2 separate regions of the Mus musculus genome follow, and region 2 is linked to region 1. Evidence: chromatin contacts called from public Hi-C data. All regions are on one chromosome and are shown on one strand. Each heading gives the region's core, a stretch centred on a gene start, on an enhancer-like site or on the middle of the called end of the contact. The rest is flanking DNA. Distances are from core to core; before and after follow the strand shown. Region 1 overlaps Gm31494 (a long non-coding RNA gene). Region 2 overlaps Gm4827 (predicted gene 4827).

Region 1 (5,011 bases), core at 1,920-4,419:
TACCTCTCCTGGGCATATATCCAGAAGATGTTCCAACCAGTAAGAAGGACACATGCTCCACTATGTTCATAGCAGCCTTATTTATAATAGCCAGAAGCTGGAAAGAACCCAGATGCCCCTCAACAGAGGAATGGATACAGAAAATGTGGTACATTTACACAATGGAGTACTACTCAGCTATTAAAAAAATGAATTTATGAAATTCCTAGGCAAATGGATGGACCTGGAGAGCATCATCCTGAGTGAGGTAACCCAATCACAAAGGAACTCGCACAATATGTACTCACTGATAAGTGGATATTAGTCCAGAAGCTTAGGATACCCAAGATATAAGATACAATTTGCTAAACGCATGAATTTCAAGAAGAACGAAGACCAAAGTGTGGACACTTTGCCCCTTCTTAGAAATGGGAAAAAAACACCCATGGAAGGAGTTACAGAGACAAAATTTGGAGCTGTGACGAAAGGATGGACCATCTAGTGATTGCCATATGCAGGGATCCATCCCATAATCAGCTTCCAAACGCTGACACCATTGCATACACTAGCAAGATTTTGCTGAAAGGACCCAGATATAGCTGTCTCTTGTGAGACTATGCTGGGGCCTAGCAAACACAGAAGTGGATGCTCACAGTCAGCTATTGGATGGATCACAGGGCCCCCAATGGAGGAGCTAGAGAAAGTACCCAAGGAGCTAAAGGGATCTGCAACCCTATAGGTGGAACAACAATATCAACTAACCAGTACCCGGGAGCTCTTGTCTTTAGCTGCATATGTATCAAAAGATGGCCTAGTCGGCCATCACTGGAAAGAGAGGCCCATTGGACTTGCAAACTTTATATGCCCCAGTACAGGGGAACGCCAGGGCCAAAAAGGGGGAGTGGGTGGGTAGGGGATTGGGAGTGGGTGGGTATGAGGGACTTTTGGGATAGCATTAGAAATGTAAATGAGCTAAATAACTAATAAAAATACATTAAAAAATAAAAATCATATAAGGGATGCTGAAGTAAAAAACAAAAATCAACAACAACAAAACAACAACAACAACAACAAAAACTCCAATGAGGGGGCTCAATATGGAACCAAGATGCATTGTGGAGATCTAGTAGTTTATTAGAAAAGCTATTAGTACCAAGGAAAGATGGATGAACAGATTACAGCAAGGCAGAGGGGTTCTGAGCTGCGTTCAGGCTTCAGCACCAGAGATAGGCAATAGGGCGGGGCCTTGGGGAGAGGAATAAGGACCCACATAGATCTTATATGTTTCTGAGGTTGAGGGTGGTGAGCATACATCTCTAGCTGGGCTCTCGGATTCCCTTCCAGGAGGCAAGGAAGGGACAAGTGCCCACCAATATTTTGTTTCATGTAAACTCAGTTCCAGTTCTGTAGGTGAGAGATCTGGCAGCCGGAAGTCTGTTAGCTAGAGACTCACAGGTCTCAGTAGGGTACATGTCAGCATGTACGAGGACATTCTTGTGCCTAGGAGTCTGGAGTAAGTCTTCACCATTGGTCCAACTAAAACTTCTTTGGAACTCTGCTGATATCTGAGACCTTTCTTCCCTGTCTCACATCACAGGTTCATCCTGTCCTCTAGAACCACTTCCTTCCCCTAATGAGTGTTCCCTCAATATTACCTGCTGCATCAGTACATCTGCTTCTCAAAAGAACCCCAAGTATGGCATGCATTCAGCAAGCGACTATTAAAACCCATGAACTCTATTGGTGGCAACCCTGTGTCTACCAGCGCTCTGATCTCTTATGGACTAGATGTTCTTTGGGAGAGGAAATCCCTAGAGGAAACCACTGAAATATGCTAATCGAAGTACTCGTAGAGTCACAGGCTTCTATTACATTTCTATGCAGGAACAGATGTGTTTGTTCATTCACAGGTGAAAACATGTTCTGAACATCTCTTATGCTAGTTAGCAAGTCCTTCAATATTGATAGAATTAATCGTCATTAAGGCACTTGTATTAGCAGCTTCTACAGCGCAGTCTCCGAATGCATGTTCTGAACAGATATTCATCAGTTGTCCTTGGGGAGTAGAGGAAAAGCAACGCATGCACTGATCACATGAGCTGTGGCGTTAGCTGCATGCACTCATCACGTGGGCATTATATAATGTGATAATGTATATATCACATTAGTATATAATGTGAACTTGACTTATGTCAGTGAACTCCGTCTCTCGTGGTAAAATGGCACTTTGCACAAGCATTAAATATGAAAGGCAAATTTCGGTTTCTATTTTTATAACCTATAGATTTCTGGTTTAACGAGATCTTTATATTTTTATACACTACTTTTTATCCAAATCTCTACAAGTAGTATTATTGTGTTGCCAAGTCATACAGGGAGTTTCAATTTGGACTCTGGGCATGGCTGTCTGCACAGGCTTCATTCCTTTCATTGTTTATTTTCTATAGGTGAAGTGATGTGTAAAACATTAAGTGTACAATCCAAAAAGTGATAGATGACTTTTGAATCATCCACAGAAGTTATGTTCCAAAATTTAGAATCTCCCCGAGAGCAGAATTTAGGATGTCTCTTTAGCTTTCTCATGGTTTCTTGGTAGGTTCATGATAAGGTGGGTGTGTTTCTACATGTAATATATAAAAAAATTACATTTGGAAAAAAATCTTAAATTCAGTTTTATGAAAAGAATATGGGTGTTACTTTTACGTGAGAGTATCCAGGGTAAGATGAACTGGGTCCTGTGAGTTTATAAGAGTTACAGATATGTAGGAGAGACCCTGAGTTGAATTTTAGGAAATTTCAACCCAATTATCAATGATGAGTTTGAAACAAACAAACAAACAAACAAACAAACAATACAAAGCAAGTACTAAGCACAGATTGGTAGGGCTGTCCTGCATCCCTTGTTTCTAAGCTCCCAGGATCCTTTTCCTACTCTCGGAAGTAAGCCAGAGCAGAACACTTTGCAGAGGAAGATAAATGTTCTGTACAGCGGGCTTTGCCAGCGAGACCTGGAAAAGACAGCAGGAGATTTTTAACCTGTTCTCAAGATCACCAGCTTCTTATGTGGGCCTGCCTGTCCAGAGCTTTCCCCCAGGCGTTTGAAAAATGGTTCTATCACCAGACAGTCTGTCTGTCTCCATTCACCCTGCTCTATTCTGGGCTGTTTTCCAGACCACACGTTCGGATGTCTGCTTTCTCTCCTGGAGATCATTGGCCTGTGGGGACTGCTCTTTCCCAGGCCATTCCTTCTCTCCTTTCTTGTTTTTACATCCTCTTTGGCGGAGCGCTTTCTGCGGCTTCTTCCGCAAGGGGACGATGGTTATTTTCTGAAGACTGTGTAAGTCTGAACATGTCGTTCTGCCCTCATACGCTTTGAGTTGGAGGTAATTCTGGCTTAGATGTCATCTTCCACTAGAATGCCCCATGGCACGGTATTTCCCTTTGGCTTGAAAGTCACGCTGTTGTGAAGGGGAAAGCCATTATGATCCGCGATCTTTTTCTTCCAGGGAGTATGTAGAGTTTTTTCCCCCTTGTGTTCTGAAATATCAGAATGAAGACTCTTGAGTTTTTCCATCGACTGCTTCTGTTCAGTAAGGTTTTTCCTGTCTTTGTATTTTAATAATAGAAACTTTACTTTATACCTTCTGGGAATTTTGGGTAGTAGTTTATCATCACTTTCTGTTCTCTTTCTCTTTCTCTTCTTTCTGCCCCTCCCCCAGCTTTTCGGAAGCTGTCAGCAGCGTTCCTTTTCTCCGATTTTGTGCCTCCGTATCTTTTTCCTCTACTGTCAAGCAGCCTTCCTCTGCTTTCTCCTTTCCTAGTGATTTCAGCGCTGCTCTTGTTTCCAATCTTGAAACACGTGATGTGCTCCTTACACTGGAGGCAGCATTTTTATTCTCCCTGGGGATGTTCACGGCAGTTTTGTCTCAGGCAGTCCCATATTTGTTGATTTCGTGCCTACATATTTGTTTAACTCAGGGTGTCTTTTGATGGAAGATACTCTCGTGTTTTAATTTCTGTCTTCCACGATAGCTTCCCTCCTGGTACCTGGAAGTCACTGCATCGTCTTAGTATTAAGAACGGGAATCTGAGACGCTCATAGAAGGCTACAGGAGCCTGTACTCTGGACCACGCTTCTCATCCGGGTTTGTTACAGGAGGTTCAGGCAGGGGAGTGCCAAATACCCCTCTATTCAGCAGTGGATTCGTTAACTATTCGATCTTATTAACGCGGATATTCACGTTTTTAGGTTTTTATTTTCTGTAGGGAACAAGCCTCCAGATATCTCCCAGAGTGGGCACAATGGCTTGGCAACATGGATGGAGGAAAGGACCAAGAGAGAAATGTCCAGTTATTCCCTCTTAAATGGTATAATAACATCTGGTCCTTTTTGTTTGTTTGTTTGTTTGTTTGTTTGTTTTGTTTGTTTTTTAAACTGTAGGCAGGGTTTGGCATTCTGGACCTCCCTATGCAGACTAATGTGTCTTCAAACTCACAGAAGTGCACGTGCCTCTGCCCTCACAGTGCTGGGATTAAAGGTGTCTGCTATTTTTCCTGGCTTGTCTCCATTTTTAAAAATCTCTAACAGCTGAGAGCCTTCCCTTCCACTCTCCTTCAGCCAACTGGTGAGGAAGCATTCTGCGCTCCTTCCTTTGGCACAGCAGAGGGGTCAGACCATATGGATCAACTCTTCTACAAAGGCATCTCTTAGTACAAAACATATCTAGTTCATCCTCAACTCCCTCTCCCACCACTGACCCTTCAAGCAAATTCCTGGATAGTTTGAGTGCTACCCAGCTCGTCTTAGGGAGGTCAATGATGATGATGGTGATGATGGTGGTGATGGTGATGATGGTGATGGTGATGGTAATGTTGATGCACTTTTTCTTTTTTCTCACGTGTAGATGTTATCACCAGGCAGGACATAGAACCTACTTTTTAATTTTTTTGAGCATTTTCAAATTATTTCTTTTATTGTATGTTAATACATTTTTCTAATTACACCATCACTTCTCTTTCCTTCCTTAAGCTC
Region 2 (5,067 bases), core at 853-3,352, 430 kb before region 1:
GACCTTAAACTTCCGGTCCTCTTGCTGTCTCTTCTTGAGAACTGGATCATAGGTGTGTGCCTCTGTGACTGTTTATGTGGCGACTTGCTCTTTATCAGAAGGTTTCCTGCTATACAGTAACCTTATAAGGTTTAGAGTTCCTGAGCCAGGTTTTCACGGTTACCCATTAATCATATCCTGGCATTTCAGAGCATCGCACCAGGGCCAGAGATGTGGTGAGGAAGCTCCAGTTCTTTGCTTTTCCACGTTGCTGATTCTGAGAAGGTAGCCCAGCCTGAATGTCCTCTCATCCTGCTAATATCTAACCGGCTACCTAGCAACATGATGGTTGTCCTACTTCCGTTTCTGGTGCTGGGATAAAATATCCCGATATAAAAAAACAACTTATGGGAGAAAGGGCCTATTTTAGCTCACAATTCCAGCTTATAGTCCATTATTTTGGGGGGAAGTCACACTGGCAGGAGCTTGAAGCAACTAGTCGGAGCACATCCGCAGTCTAGAGCAGAGAGAAATAAATTCACCTGTGCTTGCTTGCTTTACTCTAATACAGCCCAGGACTCAACCCCAGAGACACTGCATACAGCGGGCCGGTTGGCTGGGTCTTTCCACACCAATTAATCTAAGAAAGAAAAAAGCCCCTCCTAGGCATGCCCACAGGCTAGCCTGATCTAGGCAATCCCTCACAGAATCAACAAGGATTCTGTCCCTTTCTAGGTACTCCACTTTAGGCAAAGACTGTAGCCTGCTTCTTAAGCTCTAAAATGAGTTAATAATAGAATCTGATAGGTTTTCTTGAGGATTTAATGAGGTAATGAATGTAATTATAATGGCAAGCACAATGCCTGACCTGAAACAGATGCTTGGCAGCCACTAGCTCTTACGAATAATGTTTTATTCAATCAGGAAAGGCAGGTCTAAATGCTGAGGAAGCTCAGGGCGAGGTGGGAACGTCTGGAGAGGTATGCATTCTGTTTCTGGTGGGGTTTTTTCCTTGCTTTACTTAATACAGCCTAGGACCCAAATGCCAGAGAATAGTACTGTGTACACCGAGCTGGGTCTTTCCATTTAACCTAAGTAGGAAAAAAGCCCCTCCAGGCATGCCCATAGGCTAGCCTGATCTAGATCAGCCTAACCTGATCATAGCTGGCACCCCCACACATTGTATCCAATACTCCATGATTCAAAAGGTAATGAACGAGAAAGTGGTGGGCTTCAATTCCCAACCCTATTAATACCACAAGATTTGAGCTACATAAACCACTAGTATGAAATTGCTGGTATTCATTAAACCTTGACAATATGAATTATGTTTAGAAATAATGAATACACACACATATATAGTGTTTTGTTTGTTTTGGCTGTTTTGAGACAGGGTCTCAGTTTCTAGCCTAGGCTGGCCTGAAATAATATATTTTTAAATTAAGTCACTTGCCTGGAGGTCGGCCTCGTACTGGCATTTAGTGACATCTCAGTAAAGGCAGGGCATAGGCAGTATGAACTTTTTACACCGTGATTGTTTCACAGGAGTGACAACTGCGAGAACTTCTCATTCCCTTCGTCTGCCCTCACTGTTTCACCAGGTTTGGGTAGGAAGCACATGCCTGGTGTTCTGTGGAAGTGGTGGAGTGGGAGGAGGTTAACTGCAAGCTTTATCTCTCTCTGCTGCCAGTCGTCCAATTCTATGCTTTTCTCTGACTTTCATCAGTGATGAGGTCATCCCAGCGCGAGAAAAGCAAACTCCTATCTTTCAGATTCGATGAAGGCTAGCATTGTTTAGTCTGCATAAATAGAGGCCAGACCCATAGAGCCCAGGAGGCAAGCGGCTCGCCCTCTAGCGGTTTCACTGGCTAATGCCGGTCACTCACCGGAGCACTGACAGGAAGGCGGGAGCGTGAGGGCTAAAATGTAAGTTAAAATTAGATCAATAGTCAGCTTGGCTGTCTCAATCAATGCTTCGCAGGGAGAGCATACAACCATCTATTTATAAGCTAAACCCGGTATTATCTTCCTCTTTTAGGACGCAGAGATCCATTACTGCGCGCGGCAGGGGAGAGGATGCTGCGCGGAGGTTCCTGCCACTTTACAGCTCACTGGCTCGCGCTACCTCACCAGCCTGGGATGGGACGCTGCTGAAAGACCAGCCTAGCCTTCGGCTCTTCTCTCTGCGCAGGACCTTAGGGTCCCGTGCCCCTGCTGTGTCCCCTAACCACTCACTCTCGCCAATCCCGTGCAGCAATCGACCGCATCCTAAGTTTTAAATTGACAAGGTCAAATAGGGAACCTAGTGCATGGGTGAGTTTGCGGAGGGGTATAGGGCAAATGCATTAAAAATAACAGAACTCAAGGGCCCTCCTACAGAAACAGGCCACACATCAGCTGGATTCTAAACACAGGCTTGACTGCCCTTTTAAAAGGTTTTCCAACTAGCTCCCCCACTGACCTGAATTATTCATCCTTGCTCAGGCAAATGTTGCTGTCAATAACTGGGGTTCCTCCTCCTCCTCCTCCTCCTCCTCCTCCTCCTCCTCCTCCTCCTCCTCCTCCTCCTCCTCCCCATCAAAACAGGAATAGATATAGATTTGTGTAGCAGGCCAGTGAAGTTCTTAAGTTAAGGTCTGGGAGAGGTGGAACTCCACTAGCCCCAGTCTGCCCCCCGGGAAGGTATCTCTGATACACAAAATAGATCTACAGGAAGCTATTGTGTTGCTGTGGTTAAACTGCAGTTTTTCAAATGAGAGAGAGAGAGAGAGAGAAAAAAAAAACAGAGACAGAAGGGGGGGGAGAGACAGAGAGAGACAGAGAGACAGAGAGACAGAGACAGAGAGAGACAGAGACAGAGAGAGACACACACAGACAGACAGAGGGAGAGGAGGGACAGGGACAGAGAAAGAGAAAGGAATTTGATTTGGCGCCCTCACAATGCAAGATCAAACCATAATTTTTCAGAAAAAAAAACTTGTATCATATATATATATATATATATATATAATATTCTAACTTTTGTTTTTCTGTATCTGGAATTTTTCTTTCATAAGCATGCACTATTTTTATGATAGAAAAACTTTAAAGGCCTAAAGAACTTTAATATTAGCATAAATGTACATTAAGTATATTTTTAGAGTGGATCTATTAGCTGCTATATCATTTGACATAAAAGGCTTTTGAACTAAAGATAGGAACTGTTGTATTCTTTATTTAGAAATAGTATCTTCCATCCCCTTCCAATTCTTGTTGGCTTACCTCCAAAATAGTCTGCATCTGTCGCTTCCTCGCCATCTTTGCAGCTCCTCTCGGGGACAAGCCACCATTCATCAGCTTTCACCTGGATACCCAAAATATCTTGTCGGCAGTTTCTTACTGCCACCTTTCCCCAAAGAGGGGCTTCACTTGCCACTGTAGCAACCAGATTGGTCTTTTAAAATGTAAATCAGATATTCCTTTTTTTTTTTCTTTTCGAGACAGGGTTTCTCTGTGTAGCCCTGGCTGTCCTGCCTTGGTTAGATGATGTTCTTTCCCATAGCCAGAATGTAGTCTGCTGGGGTTTATCTTCAGGGTCATTTTGACTGGGCTTGGAATGACCTGGGAGTTGTGTGTCCCTTGGATGTGTCTGCTTCCAGAGAGGTTTAACCAAGGAGGAGCTGAGGTGTGTCATGAAGGCAGGTGGTATCATTCCATGGGTTGAGGTCTCTGGCTGAATAATCAAGGGAGGCTGAAGAAATGGCTGGGCAGTTAAGAGGGCTTCCTGTTCTTGCAGAGAAACTGGCACAGTTCCCAGCACCCATGCTGTGGGACCTAACAATCTCCTGTAACTCTGATGCCACTGGCACTTAAGTCTAATGAATACATAGGCACACACAGACACTCCCATACACGTAATTTAAATAATGAGCATGCACACTCTCTGTTTTCTGATGAAGGACACAGTATTATTCATACATTCATATATGGGTGTCTAGACCCCTACACTCCCTGGGCCATACTTTCCCATACCCTCCTTCAAACAGTGATCAACTACAATGACTACTTCCTTAAGTTGTCTTTGTATCTGCTCATAGACACAAGAGAAGCAATGAACACATGTGCCCTCCGGTTGCTGCCTACCCTGCTGTATCTCAGACAGCGCTGGAATCCGGCTCCACCACAGCACATTTTCATCATTTCTCCATGGGGCTCGAACCTTTCAGCTCCTCCTTTCTCCAGTTCCAGCCCTGGCTTTTCCCTTTCTGTAAATGACCTTGGATATCAGACAGTCTCAAAAGCGCTTCATATCATTCTACTCTGAGCTCATAGAGTAGGGCCCTTCTGCCTCTCCAAAATTTAACCACATTGTTTTGTTTTGTTTTATCTCACAATGCTTTATTTTATGTAGATGGATTGACTGACTGACTCTGTGTGTGTGTGTAGTGTGTGTGTGTATATGTGTGTGTGTGTTAGTACACATGTGTAGGTCCAAGGGCAATGTGTGTGAGGGATTTCTTTTTCTCTTTCCACTATGTGAATCCCATGGATCGAATTCAATTGTCCAGGTTTGGGGACAAGTGCCTTTACAAAATGAGCTACCTCCTCAGACTAGCTTTTATTTGTTTAAAACATAGCAATGATCTACCATTGCAATTTAGTTTGTTCTCACACATTACAGTACAAGCCCCATGTCTTCCCTGTTCTCGACCTTCTCTTTGGGTTCTAGGATAATGCCTGGCTTATACATGGCATTCAACGAGTATTTGTTAAACGGATTATTGGTTGTGATTTCCTAGTCACTGGCTTCTAAATGCTACTTGTAATATTCTGAGTATTCGCCTTTGAATTTTAAATTTATTTGTATGCCCATATGCTTCCTCTTCTCAAGTGTGAACTCCATGAGGTGGGATCGCATTTAGTTCATTTCATTTTCTACAGCCTTATGGAGTCTGGCACATTACAGGTGTTTAATATATTTGTTGGGTAAAAATTGCCATAAGGGAAAGGATAATACATTGACTCAATTCGACCTTGTCCCAGGTCTAACCTTTCACCAGAGAAGACGAGATGAATACTGATGCCCAAAGGGATAGATTGCCACTTTGA

Evidence for each region. A called contact is a pair of places that touch in the nucleus more often than the background predicts.
Region 2: a Hi-C map of cerebellar granule neurons shows a contact between it and region 1, with 1.9 times the contacts expected there. The contact joins two enhancer-like sites. A contact is called at or near these places in 3 of 484 Hi-C or Micro-C datasets (cerebellar granule neurons, cerebellum and cerebral cortex) and 3 of 115 datasets of contacts at active chromatin or transcription factors (embryonic stem cells, large pre-B cells and oligodendrocyte precursor cells).

The regions. Positions count from the first base shown.
Region 1 is chr16:49,614,604-49,619,614 of GRCm38.p6, reverse strand. All of the region lies in intron 2 of Gm31494 (a long non-coding RNA gene), which reads left to right. Among named protein-coding and RNA genes, the nearest start is that of Gm31494, 28 kb to the left of the region's middle. Within about 2 kb of position 3,169, at least 39 of the 459 cell types and tissues checked have an H3K27ac peak or open chromatin away from gene starts, as enhancers often do. A contact at or near this core is called in cerebellar granule neurons and cerebellum, where this site is marked.
Region 2 is chr16:50,042,991-50,048,057 of GRCm38.p6, reverse strand. It overlaps Gm4827 (predicted gene 4827), which reads left to right. Exons shown (of 4, transcript NR_045935.1): 2 at 2,018-2,292. Among named protein-coding and RNA genes, the nearest start is that of Gm32101, 4.1 kb to the left of the region's middle. Within about 2 kb of position 2,102, at least 139 of the 459 cell types and tissues checked have an H3K27ac peak or open chromatin away from gene starts, as enhancers often do. A contact at or near this core is called in cerebellar granule neurons and cerebellum, where this site is marked.